3 separate regions of the Zea mays genome follow, and regions 2 and 3 are each linked to region 1. A link is a contact called in public Hi-C data. All regions are on one chromosome and are shown on one strand. Each heading gives the region's core, a stretch centred on a gene start, on an enhancer-like site or on the middle of the called end of the contact. The rest is flanking DNA. Distances are from core to core; before and after follow the strand shown.

What was found. Hi-C and Micro-C count contacts between places; a contact is called where the count stands out from the background.
Region 2: a Hi-C map of ear shows a contact between it and region 1, with 3 times the contacts expected there. The contact joins the promoter of LOC100281543 here to the promoter of LOC100193036 in region 1. A contact is called at or near these places in 11 of 25 Hi-C or Micro-C datasets (bundle sheath, ear, endosperm and 5 more).
Region 3: a Hi-C map of leaf shows a contact between it and region 1, with 2.4 times the contacts expected there. The contact joins the promoter of LOC100272395 here to the promoter of LOC100193036 in region 1. A contact is called at or near these places in 3 of 25 Hi-C or Micro-C datasets (leaf and tassel).

Annotation. Positions count from the first base shown.
Region 1 is chr2:224,868,271-224,873,381 of Zm-B73-REFERENCE-NAM-5.0, forward strand. LOC100193036 reads right to left here and starts at 2,900. Exons shown (of 15, transcript NM_001138204.1): 1 at 2,827-2,900; 2 at 2,631-2,695; 3 at 1,860-1,966; 4 at 1,639-1,713. The coding sequence starts at 2,693. LOC100193364 (26S protease regulatory subunit 4 homolog) reads right to left here. Exons shown (of 5, transcript NM_001309877.1): 5 at 4,300-4,535. The coding sequence ends at 4,452.
Region 2 is chr2:225,112,818-225,117,928 of Zm-B73-REFERENCE-NAM-5.0, forward strand. LOC100281543 reads left to right here and starts at 2,199. Exons shown (of 6, transcript NR_158758.1): 1 at 2,199-4,049; 2 at 4,297-4,396; 3 at 4,514-4,582; 4 at 4,678-4,758; 5 at 4,887-4,991. LOC103647957 (importin-11) reads left to right here. Exons shown (of 24, transcript XM_035965529.1): 18 at 173-217; 19 at 328-549; 20 at 778-884; 21 at 999-1,032; 22 at 1,109-1,193; 23 at 1,294-1,515; 24 at 1,596-1,925. The coding sequence ends at 1,008.
Region 3 is chr2:224,725,315-224,730,425 of Zm-B73-REFERENCE-NAM-5.0, forward strand. LOC100272395 reads left to right here and starts at 2,770. Exons shown (of 7, transcript NM_001146875.1): 1 at 2,770-3,065; 2 at 3,175-3,346; 3 at 3,443-3,660; 4 at 3,745-3,852; 5 at 3,959-4,084; 6 at 4,168-4,400. The coding sequence starts at 2,856.

The DNA.
Region 1 (5,111 bases), core at 1,650-4,149:
AAGTCTCGCCACTCCTACTCCCCTAAGCTTTGTGTTGCCGTTCCTAGAGTCTTTGCGCCGCCACCCCCAGAGTCTCTGCGCGGCAACTCCCGCTCCCCCAAGTCTCTGCTAGGCTTATTGGTTGATCTCCTTCCGTTCTTCCCCTTCTCCTCTTGACTCTATTGCTGATTATTAGCTAGGCGACGGGGATGCCTAGAATTTTTGGGTGCCTGGACGCCTGCACGACACCTTTGAAACTATGGATGGGAGACCTTACAATGATACAGTCACACCTTCATCCTGATATGCTCTCAAGGGCAGGTGTACACGTTACCCTAGGCAGATGTATCGCATTTAAGACCATACTAGGTCAGGCAATCATGCTCGTTACTAGGGAATGGTAAAATCATTGTAGTCATGACTAGGTATTCACGTATTAAAAGTACGAGAAACAGTACTAAACTCCTGTTATGGCGTACTGGTGCCATTAAAGCACTCGTCCACTGTCCACACTTTGAACAGACACTTAGAACGTCCCCACAATAGGAATGATTAACACTGACGCATGCCTGACGTGCATTACATGGCTACGATGTATAGAGCCTGCAGTAGTACAAGTATAAGACCGTATGAGACGGGGGTAGTTGACCCGGTGATAGGTAGGTCCCACAAGTAGAGCAGACATACAACCTATGCCCCTCCTTGGGCTATAAAGGGGAGAGATAGAGCAACATATATAAGTTAAGTGAAGTGGGAAAGAGGTTGAAATAGCTCGGTAAGTAGGGCTGGACAAAATACTCGTGGCTCGTGAGCTCGCTCGACTCGTGGTCAGCTCGGCTCGGCTCGACTCGGCTCGTTTCAATTTTGTCACGAGCTGAGCTAACATCTCAGCTCGGTTCGTTAACGAGCCAGCTCGACACGAGCTCGAGCCAGCTCGTTAGCTCGAATGAGCTAGCATTTATATGCAAAACAGAGCCTATATATGTATTGGATGAATTAATAAGTGATGAACTATGTTAATTTAAAGTTTAAATGATGTGATGTATAAAATTCAGAGTATTGTTAGTCTTTTCTAGTGTTAAATTAGTATGAAATTAACTAGCAATTGATTATATTGTTGTATATACATATGTATACTATTTTTTGTTGTGGCTCGCGAGCTAAACGAGCCAGCTCGAGCTCGCAAACGAGCCGAGCCGAGCTGGTTCTCTGGCTCGATTGCTTCACGAGTCGAGTCGAGCCAGCTCATTTCCTTAACGAGCCAGCTCGAGCTCGGTCGAGCCGAGCCGAGCTGGCTCGATATCCACCCCTATCGGTAAGCCCAACACGAGCAACATAGAACCCAAACCCTAGAAACTCAGTTAGGGTTCAAGAAACACACATAGAATAAGGCAAGCGACACGCTTATAAACAGGTAGAATGAGCTTGGCTCGAGCTCTCTGGCCATACAACTCATCCCACCAGAGCAAATACATCCACCAAAGAGGACATAGGGTATTACGCTAATGGGATCTAAACCTCTATAAATATATGTGTGCTAAGGCTCTGATGTCATGAATTCATAAACATACTCTATGGTGCCAGGACTTACTCCTTGCTATTTTTTCTTTGGTAGCACTCTGATGTCGGTACAACAAGTACAATAATTTTTCAACTTACCTTACTTTGAGATCTTCCTTCACCACATCAAGTTTCTCGCTGAACTCCTTCATGGATTTCTGGAATTCAGGATTGCTACAATAAAAATAAAAATTATATGATAAACAAATAAATAAAGTGAACAAATGTTAATCGTCGTAATTGTACGGTAAAGGTGATTCAGCAGTATTTCAGTTGTTTAAGATTTCATGATGGTGGAGACCTTACAAAGTAACACATACCTCTTGGCCTCACCCTTTAGTTGCTTAGAAAACTCATTGAAAACGCTTAGGTTCCTGTTATTCAGATGTCTATATCCATTAGTTGTTTGCACATTTGCCTTTGTAGCCTACACCACATACCAGCAATGGATGGAAATTAGTAAAATGTGTGCAGCTACGCAATAAATGAAAAAAAAAAGGATGACAATAAGGCATACAGCAAAGACAGCTTCGCAGGCATTCTGTTTTTTTTTGGTTACATGCCGAACAAAGAAAAAGGCACAGAGTACTTTACTTTTGAAATAGATCAAAAAAATGAACTGTCTACCTAACCTACAAAGTTGTACAGTTTTTGGTGCCGTAAACAAGCAAATCCTAGCTTAACAAAGGTGTACATGCAAGTTTAAACTGCCGTCTGTCCCCTGTTTGTGCAGTCATCAAGAAATTCCATGAAATGAATCAATTTCACACAAATCTTCAAATCCAATAAAAAAAGAAATCATGTGTAGCAGGCAAATGGCGCCATCAATGTTTAAACTGCAACAGTGAACATAAGTTTTCCCATGAAAGTTGCTTCATCGTTTACCTCCCTAAAAGTAACCTATACTGGTGGGTGGTGGCTACTATTCAACAGGATGATCGTAAGCTATTTGAGATGACATGAGAGCAAACGCCCACATGCTATTGTTCAGGTGAGGGGGGGAGCTCCCATTGTAGTCCATATATAGCTTACTACTCGAAATATTAATTGTATCATTACCAAATTGCTAAAAGAGAGCATACTCTACTCACCAATCGCAGCGCGGCTTCGGATGAGGGCCGCCGGAGAGCCCGGAGCAGTGCTGTGGTCGCCATCCCTGGCATGGGCGGACAGATTTTGCAAAAAAAGTTGGAAGGTAGTAGAAATCAAATAGCCAACTAACTTAGAGTTTGGGTGCTCGGTTTCGGCTTTCGCACACCAGGAAGGGAAGAGAAGGGGTCGGAATACCTGGCGGGTGTTCGTCGCCGGCGAAGGCCTCGGTATCTAACGTAGGGCGGCGGCGGCGGTAGCCCACCCAGTCGTCGCAGAGAGAGAAAGAGGGAGACAGCACACGCGGACGCAGGTGAAGATGAACGGAGCCGTAGCCCAGTCCGGGGTTGTTCGGCCCAGCTGTAGCACACCCCCACGGGCCTTCGCATGGGCCATTCTATTTCAAACCTTTTCCTTTTCAGTAATTTTTCCCTTTTTTTCCTTCTCTCTGTTTTTGTTCCTGATTTTATATATCTATATTTATAGGAACAATTGGATCTATACCATTAAAAGATCCAAACTTTAGATATATACCATGGACCCCACATGTCATTGACTCATGTGGACCTACATGTAAGTGAGATAGTAATGGTATGGATCCAAAGTGGTGATCTTTTAATGATATGTATCCAAATTTCCCATATTTATATCCTCTCTATGGGACGAGTACCAATCTTCGGCTGGAGACAACAGACAACCCTCTTTGGCGTGGATGTGTTTGATAGAAGGGCTAGAAAAAGAGAGAAGTTGCATAATCAAACAGAAGAAAAAATACGACCAAAATAAGGGTCTGTTTGATTCGTGTGACAAACATTTTAGTGGCTAATTTTAGCATCTTGGTATTCAAACAGGCTTAGCTAATTGTTAGTCGGATGGCTGCCAAACTGTTTGCTCATTAAGCTTGCTAATAGATACTAATTGTTAGCCAAGACTCAAAACATATACCGGCAAACAATTAGACAAATTGTTTGCTCATTAAGCTTGCTAATAGATACTAATTGTTAGCCAAGGCTCAAAACATACACCGGCAAACAATTAGACGGGAGGATCTAAACATGGTCTAAGAGCTTCTCCAAGAGACTAGTTAAATGGTTCGCTAAATCAAATTTTGGCTATTCAATAGCAAAATAACTCTTCGACAGACTATTTATTTGATTCGCCAAACTATCTGACTCTCAAAATTAGCTCTCTCACTAGCTAAATTTGGCTAGCCATCTAACTAGCAAAATTAGATAGATAGTCTATTGTAGTAAGCTGCTATAAATAAAGTGTAATATTTATAAAAAGATAAATATATAGTTAAATAGAGAGTCAAAAATAAAAAGTCTTTTGAAGATGGAGATGCTCTAAGCTGGTTTAACTCAGCCGTACTTTAGAGAGACACATGGTACATGTGCTGCATGTCGTTAGTACTTGATAAAATTTTAGATTTTGTACCATTCATACATATAGTTTTCCTTTTTAGTTATTTCTCAACATTTTCCTTTTTTTTTTTTGCTTCACAACAAACTACATATATATAGAGATGCGAATTTCCTCTAATATCCAATTTTTTCATTCAAATAAGTTGCAATTTCGTGTACGCAATAGTCACCATGCGATCAAGCTGCCAACACGTCACACGGATGCTGAACGGATGCATATTTTTAGCGCAAGGGAAATTTTTACTTTGAGACAATGAAAGGATAATTAATTAATACAAGGTTCTCCTGACCACTTAGCACAGTATGCAACAAGTATTGTGGTAACATATCTCCCATGATGAAGAGATGTGCTAGTACACACACAATCGGGTAACTTGTTCGGCATGATGAATAGATTGGCTACATGTAGAGACCATCCGGAACACCTTCCTTCTTCTTGTACATCACCTTCTCCTTTGCCTTCTTGAAATCTGCATGGGTCACCTGGGTGTACCCAAAACAAAAACATCAGCAAATCTCAGAACCTAATCAGATCGAAGTGCTATATTCCAAGTAGACAAGACAGTTATGCTATGCAAATGGATATGGAGAAAGCCAAGAAATGTTCCATTGAATAGATAATAGCATCCACATGGGTGCTGCTATTAGCAAGCTCATGAAGAGTGCATTTATCTGATAAGCTTCTTAAAATAATGAGACACTTTTGAGTCTTGACAAAATGAACTGACGAGTACGAGAATCATATTCCTGGTGATCATGTGGAATCGATGGTTTACATCAATTTTGCAATGTAGCACAAAACATGCCTCTCCTATATGGTGAGACAAATGGCCTGTTTGGATCCATTAGCTGCTAATAGTTAGCTAGCTAATATTAGCCGTTATTAGCTAGTTTGGTTCAACTAGTGAAATATAGTTGTTAGTTTGGTATTCAGATAACAATTAGCTGGACCTGTTTGGATCCAAGGAGCTAATTATTAGCAACTAACCATTAGCTCTATGCATTAGGACAAACAAGTGATAATGGTCTACAAGCTCATGCAGTGATTCTGTGGGTTTC
Region 2 (5,111 bases), core at 949-3,448, 240 kb after region 1:
GGTGACTGGTGAGAAGCCTTTCCACTGAGCCAAAGTTCCTAGATTCAATGCAGCCTCTGCGAAAATGCAGGGATAAGGCTTGCCTCAAATATTACTTCCCCAGACCTCTCATGTGGGAGCCGCCGGGTCTGTTCTAGAGATCTAAGATTCTAATTTGAGCTTCTTGGTGCAGATATTTCCTCTGGAAGCTCCACCATTGATATCCAGTGCTCTTCAGGTACTATAAACTTGGTCATGTGTCTGGAATGCTCAAATGACCCTCTATTTTTTATTACATTATTTTTCCATTTCCATTAATCTAACTTGTGCATTCATGACAACTTCTAGAAACTTACCTTCATTTCGTTGAGTCAAGATGATGGCCAAAACCCGTCTAGGACAACTGTCCGAGCATCCTCTGGGGCGATTCTTGCTAGGCTTCTGGTGATGAATACAAACTTTTCGGCACAACTATTATCAGAGCCTGCTCTTTTGGCAAGCATCCAACAAGCAGGGATTTCTGTGAACAATAATCTGCTTTTTTCTTTGGTTGATATGTGGATCGACAAGGTACATTGTTTCTTGCAAATTGAGCATCTCGTTCTAAAGATTGAGATACATGGTTCTAGTAGGCTCTTTTGATCCCGTCATTTGTTATATTTGTAACATAAATTATGTTGTGCATTTGATATATCTAACATGTTATTGTTTCAACACATATATCTTGACCTGGTGATGCTGAAGAGCTCAGTGGTTTTTGTGGTGTACTATTTTAACAAGCACTATGTCATTGGACAGGTAGATGACGCAAATGCTATACAGCAGAAGGAATACGCAATGGCACTTTCTGTAATCCTGACATTACAGGTACCTCAGGTCATTGACAAACTTGATGACATACTGAGGTAAGATGTTTCTTGGGCATTTAACTGAAACTGAAAGTTTGCCTTGTTGGTGGTTGGGTTACGTACCGATGAGTTATATGATTTAATGCAGTGTCTGCACTACTGTCATTATAGGAAGCCGTGAAGTAAAGACTGATGACGATACTAGGTATCCTTTCATCCTTCATTTTAATACGATTAAGGCTCTTTTATTTATTTCTTGTTAAGCCTTTTTTTGTTTGCAGCGGCGATATCACAAGCTCTTCATGGATAGGCAACGATGGTTCAGGTTATTCCAACACTTCAAGCAAAGAGCTGAGAAAGCGCCAGGTATAGCATGCTTTACCTAGCTATTCATTTCCAAATACATGCAGGTCTTCTGTAAGGGCACTGTTTATGATTTTTTGTTGTTGTTGTTGTTGTTGACTAGGTAAAGGATTCAGATCCTATCAAACAAACATCGCTAGAGATGGTGTTAAGAGAGAACTTAAAAGCATGTGCTGTTTTCCATGGGGATGCAGCATTCAACGCTGCCATCGGCAGGATCCATCCATCTTCGTTTGCTCAGCTGCAACAGGCCCTGAATACTGCATAAGAGTGCATAGCTGCTTACTGGATTGTATGGAGCATTACGTGGAGCAGGCATTGCTTTGTGAGGTCATATAGATTGGTGGGTGATAATAGAAACCCACAAAAGACTGCATGCTTAACCTGGTGCTTGCTTCTTTTCAGGTGCTGACAGACAGTTGAATCGCGGTATGACACAGCAGTGCAGTGCAGAGAGAGCATGTCCTGATCTTCCGAAATATAATTGGATTGGATTGGATTACCGCGGTCAATGTGGATGGCCAGAGTTTTTATAGCTGTCCTTCCAACATGACTGACTCGATCTTCTCCCCTCCCCCTTCTCAAATCATGGCCAGGCATCCATCCTAGTTGATTTTTATCCCTTGTTTAGCGAGGTGACGCCGAGATTGTTGTTTGAGAAGGAAATCTGGAATGCAATTTTGTTGTACGTTTTATGTTCCCATTAGGAATAAAAATGTTCTTTACATTCACGTATATCTAGATTCTCAAATATTTGTCGACAAATAAAAAAGATGCATGGTTCGTGGGTCAAGCAAGAGCCTAGTGGCTAGCTAGTGTCGGACGCCGGACCGGATGGCGCACACGCGGAAGGGCAATAATCCAACGGTCAAGATAAAACGCTAAGCCGGGTGCGCTCATCTCCACCACACATCGCACGGCTCCAGTAATAGCCGCCTCCCACCCACACCATTGCTTACCCAAAACCCCCTCCCCCTCCACTCCGTCATCTCACAACCCAAAGAGAAACAGCCAAATCACAGCTCCCACCACGGCGCCGCCACCACCTCCAGCCCCACCGCCACGGCGGCCGGTGCAACCCTTTCCGTCGCACCCATTGCGTGCGCAGCCGCCCTCCTCCCCACCGCTCGGCTCCTGCGCGGGCGAATGGGTTACTCATCCGCCGCCGCCGCCGCCTTCGCCGTCCTTCCCGCCCCCTCCCCATCGTCCTCCGACGACTCCGACGACGCCAATACCCTCCCTACCAACCCCATCGTGGAGCCGGAAGTAGCCTCCCCGCACCAAACTCCGCCTCCAAAGCTGCAGCAGCTGGAGCGCGGCTGCAACTTGGCAATGACGCCGCTGGGGCGCGCCGGGGACGTCGACCAGGTCGTCCACCTCTTCTCCGACCTCATGCTCTCCACCTCAAGCGCCGGCGTCCCGCCCAGCGTGCTCTGCTACAACACGCTCCTCAACGCGCTCGTGGAGGCCGGCCGCGCGGTGGAGGCCCGCAGCGTGTTCGACGGAATGCTCGCGGCGGGCGTGGCGCCCAACGCGTCGTCCTTCAACATCCTCGTCAAGCTGTACGCGTGGCGGACCGCCGACTTCCATCTTGCCTACGACCAGATCCACGCCATGCGGCGCCACGGGTTGCTGCCCGACGTCGGCACCTTCTCCACGCTCGTCACGGGGCTGTGCCGGGCGGGGAAGCTTGACGAGGCCTGGGGCGTGCTCGATTGGATGCTGCAGGAAGGGTGCCGCCCCATGGTGCACACGTACACGCCCATCGTGCAGGGCTATTGTCGTCAGGGCCAGATCGAGGAGGCTACCAACCTGATTGGCTTCATGGAGGATGCCGGTTGTCCTCCCAATGCTGTCACTTACAATGTTCTGATAAGGGCGCTGTGTGACGATGCCAGGTTCGCTGAGGTCGAGCAGGTGTTAGCAGAGATTGAAACTAAGGGCCACGAGCTCAGTACGGTTACCTATAATATATACATGGATGCTCTTGGCAAGAAAGGCATGGCTAAGGAAGCACTCAAGCAGTTTGAGGCCTTGCAATGTAAAGGGCTGCATCCCACAGCTTTTACTTTGAGCATCATTCTAAATTGCCTTTGCTGTACCTCGAGGTTTTCACAAGCCATTTCCATCTTGGAGAGGAGCACAGACTTAAATTTCTGCGCTGCTGTTGTTGCTTACAACACTGTGATGAGCAGACTGTGTGACATGGGCAGATGGCCAGCTGTTCTGGAGCTCTTGGCAGACATGATCAAGAAATGTATCATACCCAACACACGCACGCTCAACATTTTCATTCATAGTCTTTGCATCGCTGATAAGCTTTCTGTAGCTATGAAACTGGTCTGTAATCAAGGGTTTCCTGCAAATGCTGTGACATACAATACACTCATCCATTCGTTTTACTTAAGAGGAGAGGCCTATGAGGCGGACAACATGTTTGCGTACATGACAGAAGTAGCAAATATTGCTCCAGATGAAGTCACCTATACCATAATGGTTGATGGATTATGCAGACAAGGAAAATTTGATAAGGCTACTGATTTTTTTAAGGAGTCTCTGAGGAATAGGCTTAGGCTGTCAAAGGATCTTCTTACTGCCCTTCTAAACGGGCTTGCTCGCAGTGATAGAAACACAAACATCCTTGTTGTATTCCAAGAAATCGAAAGACAGGGCTTTGTCCGTTGTTACTTGATATTTGGTGATACAGTTAGATCAATCTGTCAGGTTGGTTTTCGTCAGCACACAAAGATGTATGGTCTGCCTTTTTTGCTGGAAGGAATGTTGGGACCTGGCAAGGAAGTTTACCCAGCCCATAAGGGCCAAGGAAAGGGAAAATGATCGCAAGAAAGATGGCAACTGGTACACGTCTCTTTCAAATTTGTCGTCAAATACATCTGACTAGTGCTAAGTGCTTCCAGATGGATTAACAGCATTACACATTTCTATCACCAACTCTTAGATTGGAATAGTGATCAGTGGGTGGTCATGATTTTGCCTTCAAAGTGCCTCAATTTTTTTCCCAACATGAAATACTGTGTATATATTCAATTTAATTTGAAATATTGGCTCTATCTAAATGTCAACCTTTTCTTGATTACAATTGCAGATGAACTTCAGTTCGCTCTGAGGTACAGGCAGGAATATACAATTACACTATATTTGTCACAGTATCCAGTAGTGGGAGTTCAGAGGCAAAACGATGAAGAGTAATTCATTTACTATGTTGCTTTAGCTATTACCCAACATAAACACAGCTGCAGTGGCACACTCAAATGATAATAGTCTGGCATTTCACTTACCAGATTAAAATTTCTTCGGTGCAGTGGAATTTGTAATGAGGAGCACCACCTTTGGGATTTTTTTTTGCAAAGCACACACATGGGAATAGCCAGGTATGCACTAGATAATATGCATCCAGTTTGAGTCATATGATGGTAAACACATGATGTGTATTGATGAGACTATTTTCTAAATGCTGTAATTGTAGATTGCACAGCAGGTAGCTGTATTAATCTCTAATATTGCACGCTGGGATTACCCAAAAGAGCGGTATGTGTTTATGATACAGGTATGTATTTATGATACAGGTACTATTAGCTATTTTGCACATCATTCAATTGGTGATTTAAGGCTACAATGTTTCCACGCATCCCGTCTCTCAGACAAGACCTTCTCTCTGTATTTGTTCAACTGCAGTCTGCCAATGTTCTAATTTCCCATCATGTGTTTATGGCCTTGTTTCAAACCCCGAAGTAGGTGGCGATTAAACATTTTGCCATGGCTCTGAAGAATTATGGAGAGGTAATTTCATTCAATTGGAGCCACTTATCCATGTGTGTCCCTACTCAGATGTGCTTGTGTTTTGTCTGTTGATATTTTTGTTTCTTTTTATTTTATTTTGACCTGATTCCATACTGGCTT
Region 3 (5,111 bases), core at 1,520-4,019, 140 kb before region 1:
TCTATGTTGTGAATAGCCTTCGAATCCATCCAACTTCCTTCGGCTCTCCTAGCAGCTTCTTGACTCCCATGCACAGCAATGGGCCCTTGTTCCGATGGTATCTTCATGCAAAGGTATGCTGGGTTGAGGATAGCTTCGAAGGCATTGAGCGTCCCTCAACCAATGATTGCATTGTATGGATACTCCATGTCAACAATATCAAAGACAACTTGCTCTGTCCTTGTGTTGTGAATGTAGCCGAAGGTGACTGGCATTGTTATCTTGCCAAGTGCCACTATCTGTCTCCCTCCGAAGCCACATAGAGGATGTGTTGCATCATGTATCTTGTCATCTGGCTCTTGCATTTGCCTGAAAGCCTTTGCAAAGATGATATCCGCTGCACTGCCTATGTCCACCAGGACATTATGGACCAGAAATCCCTTGATAACACAAGATATGACCATTGCATTGTTGTGGGGATAATCCTTAAGCTGAAGGTCTTCCTGGGAGAAGGTGATTGGAATATGAGACCATTTGGACTTGATGAAGGGTCCCTGCACCCCAACATGTTGTACCCTTCTCTGTGCTTCTTTCTTCTGCCTTTTGTTATCTGGTTCAGAAGTTGAACCGCCTGTGATCGGGAGCACTAGCTTCATAACCGAAGGTTGGTTGCTTTGCAGAGCCATCCTCACAGTTATGGATGTGAGTTCACCGGAGGTGGGCGCCAATGTTGGTCACTTGTTCTTAAATGTTACAAATCAAGAACAGGACATCACAAGTGTTTCTATTGTCGATGAAAGCAACCTAAGTAATTGATGAATTGGTCATTGAGACAAAGATCTATCATTTTCTTAATTAGGTAACCACTTGTTTTAGTCAATTTTACGTTAAATTACAATTGTTGTGTTCATATGAAGTTTATATGTGTTATTATCTATGCATTTTTGTGGTTTAAAATTTTTAGCTGATACAAATATTTTTTTAATGTTATCTCTAGCCCTACCCTTATAAGTATCCTGGCCGCCACTGATCTTACGTCTGTATATGAAGTAGGGGTGAAAACGAGCGAATACGGACGGATAGTAGCTCATCCTGTATCCTACCCTAATGTATTTAAAACGGATTTAGAATCGGATACGGATAGTTAGAAATGGGACGGATACGGATACATGGACCGGATATTTATCGGGGCGGATAAGTGACAGATACAAATATTATTTGATCGGATATCGGATACTTGTCGGATAATGCATTAATTGGTTATCATAAAATATTATTTTTCGACCACAAAATTGCAAGTAAATTAATACTAATAAACATTTAATAGAAGATAATCTCAAGTTCCCACATAAAAATGGTAAAGTGAAGTATTGATTATGTTGAAACTTGGATACTTAGAGTGAGTTCACGTGTAACTCACACAATAAGTGGAAATAAAATAAAAGAAACGTTGACATCCTGTGGATTTTATGGTCCCATTATTTTTTATGACTATATGTGGCTATATGTTGTACCTTCGTATAATTTCATAGATTTTTGAGGCTATTTGTACATTATTAATTTCTTTCTACATCAAATCATCAAAATATAATTAAAATTCATAAATACGCTAGTTTTGATCCAAAATTGCAAAAAGCTTACCAAAACAAATAAACATTCTATTCAAATAAAACCTCAAGTCGCCACATGAAAATGATAAGTGAAATATTAATTATGTTGAAACTTCGATACATAAAATGATTTCACGTGTAACTTACGCAATAAGTGGGAGTGGAATGGAAGAAACTCCAACATCTTGTAAATTTTATAGTCCAAATGTTTTTGAGAACTATATGTGGATATATGTTGTGTCCCCGTAAAATTTCATAAATTTTTAGGCTATTTGGTGTATTATTAATTTCTTGTTGTAGAAAATCATCAAAATACAATTAAATTCATAAAAATATTGTATCGTCGACCAGAAATTACAAATAAGTTACCAATATTAATAAATAGTTTATAAAAAGATAATCCTAAGTTCCCACATGGAGATAATCTTAAGTCCTCACATGAAATGATAAAGTCTATTATTTTGATATAAATCTAGACATTATTTTAATAATTTTGGCCTAAAGATATGTTTAAACAAAAATGTGTTGTACTACAAAGTTATAGATCTCATCGAGCTCTACAATTTTCATATAAACTTTATCTTTATCCGATTTCATATGTAAAAGTTATGATTTTATAACTATATTATTATGCAGAAAAAGAAAAAACGGGTACCCGAATCCGACCCGAATATCCGGGTATTTACCGGGTAGTACTCGCTCCGTATCCGACCTGAATCCGAAGCTGTACTATCCAGGTATTATCTGTATCCGTTCCGAATATAAAAAATACTCGTATCCGAAAAATAGTCCCAAATTAGTACACATATCCGGTATCCGTTTCGTGTACTCTGCCCGTTTTCACCCCTAATATAAAGATCAAAGAAGAAAGTCTGTCTGGGCCGTGCTTTGCTTTGCTCTGCTCGGGTCAGTTAATTAACTACCATGCAGTAGCTAAGGAAGGGGCTCCATTGCTTGCCGTCTCCTACCACGAATGGTCCCGGATTAGTACACGTATTCGGTACCCGTTTCAAGTACCCTGTCCGTTTTCATCCCTAATATGAAGATCAAAGAAGAAAGTCTGTCTGGGCCGTGCTTTGCTTTGCTCTGCTCGGGTCAGTTAATTAACTACCATGCGGTAGCTAAGGAAGGGGCTCCATTGCTTGCCGTCTCCTGCCACGAATGGTCTGGTCGCTGTCTTCTTCTGAGGACCTAACCCAAGACGGTAGGTAAGTGCCAGCTTAAAGTCTATCTAAAGGCGGACCACCACTGTCCACCTGGGCGGCGATGGCGACCGCCGCGAGGGAGAGGCGCCTGCCGCCGGCGCTGCCCCTGGCGACTCTCATCGGCCGGGAGCTCCGCGCGGGGGGCTCCGAGCGCCCGGCCCTGCGCTACGGCCACGCCGGCTTTGCCAAGCGTGGCGAGGACTACTTCCTCGTCAAGCCCGACTGCCTCCGCGTCCCCGGGGACCCCGCATCCGCGTTCTCCGTCTTTGCCGTACGTACCGCCCTCCCGCCCGCCTCTCTCTCTCTCTCTCTCTCGCGCGCGCGCGCGCGCTGCTGCGCCCTGTTCTGACGCCTCTCCGCCGCGTGGATCTGGCGCGCAGGTGTTCGACGGCCACAACGGCGTGTCGGCGGCGGTCTACAGCAAGGAGCATCTGCTCGAGCACGTCATGAGCGCGCTGTCGCCGGACATCGGCCGCGAAGACTGGCTGCAGGCGCTGCCGCGCGCGCTCGTCGCCGGCTTCGTCAAGGCCGACATCGATTTCCAGCGCAAGGGTGAGTGCCATGCTACTGCCCAGTACCGTTTGCAGTCGAGATTGGAGGTCAACGTAGTTATCGTCCCTGTCTCTGTCTGTGTGTGTGCCTATTAAGGGGAGGTGTCCGGAACCACGGCGACACTGGTGGTCATCGATGGGTTCACGGTCACGGTGGCGTCGGTGGGTGACTCGCGCTGCATCCTGGACACGCAGGGCGGCGAGTTGCAGCTGCTAACCGTGGACCACCGCCTGGAGGAGAATGCAGAGGAGCGGGAGCGCGTCACGGCCAGCGGTGGGGAAGTAGGCCGGCTCAATCTCTTTGGCGGCCAGGAGGTAAACCACTTCAGTTCGAGTGAATCAGTAACTTGCTTATCCTCAATCAATTCCTGCATGAATGCTTATGTTGGGGGACTTTAGGTCGGCCCTCTCCGGTGCTGGCCTGGTGGCTTGTGCCTCTCAAGATCCATCGGGGACATGGATGTTGGAGAGTTCATTGTGCCCATTCCACATGTCAAGCAAGTCAAGGTTAGATATAAATTACGAAATGCAGGGGTCTGTACTTGAGTTTTTCTGAGACGCATGTTATGCTGAGTTGTCAAAGCTGCTTCTCTGTGATCTTTTGTAATTTCAGCTATCAAACACCGGAGGAAGACTGATAATAGCATCTGATGGCATATGGGACGCGTTGTCCAATGAAGCAGCTGCAAAAGCATGCAGAGGATTGCCTGCAGAACTGGCAGCGAAGCTTGTCGTTAAGGTAATTCAGCATTTAGCTGTACTACTTTGAGGCGCCCAATGGTGCAGCTACGGTTGGCTCAGTTTCTATCATTTGACATGCAGCAAGCTCTGAAAACAAGCGGGCTAAAGGATGACACCACCTGTGTCGTAGTTGACATTATCCCGTCCGATCATCTGACATCGCCACAATTGTCTCCAAAGAAAAATCAGAACAAGTTGAAGTCACTTTTTCGTAGAAGGTCGCATAGTTCAGTTAGAAAGCTTGGAGGCAAGTCTGCCTCCATTGGTTCCGTGGAGGAGTTATTTGAAGAAGGGTCTGCAATGCTAGAAGAAAGGTATGCTTGCTCTTCCAATGTTCCACTGCATTCGTCTTGTGTTAATTTCTGTCAGTATCATTTTCTCTCGTTTTCATCTTGGGTTTTTGGCCCTGTTTGGCACAGCTTATTTTCAGCTTCTTCACAAATTTAAGCAGAAGTTCTGCCAAACAGCCAGCTTCTACAGCAGCTTATTAGTTCAGCTGCTTCTCAGAATACACTAAAAGCAGCCAACAAGCAGAAGCTGCCTTTCACCAGCTTCTCAGATAAGCTGCTTTTTCAACAAGCAGCAGTTGTGCCAAACAGGGCCTTTTATGTAACATATAATGTGTGGGATGGTAAGATACTAGCATGCTACCTTGAGCCTTGTCATTTTCTTAGCATATCTGGACAGGCTGTTTTATTTCTGCGGCCTTTGCCTTTTAGCCTATTCCCATTATCAACTTACATTACCTTGTATACATGCTCTGTCAATTCTGTTTGAGATTTCAGAGCTATTTTTGTGGAAAAAGAAGGCGGCTAATCTATACCTTTCAAACGCAGACAAGTTTGTTCATAAACTAGAGCAGCGATGGTGTTTTACTTGTATTTTCTGTATTAATGACGAGAGCGTTTAGCTGAACTTGGTGTGCTACCATGACCTTGGTATCAATCTTAGGAGTGCAAGTTATGTTCCTTCCCTTGTTTTCGTTCTTCTGTTTTTCTAGTCTCTATATGTGACATAAAATGTTT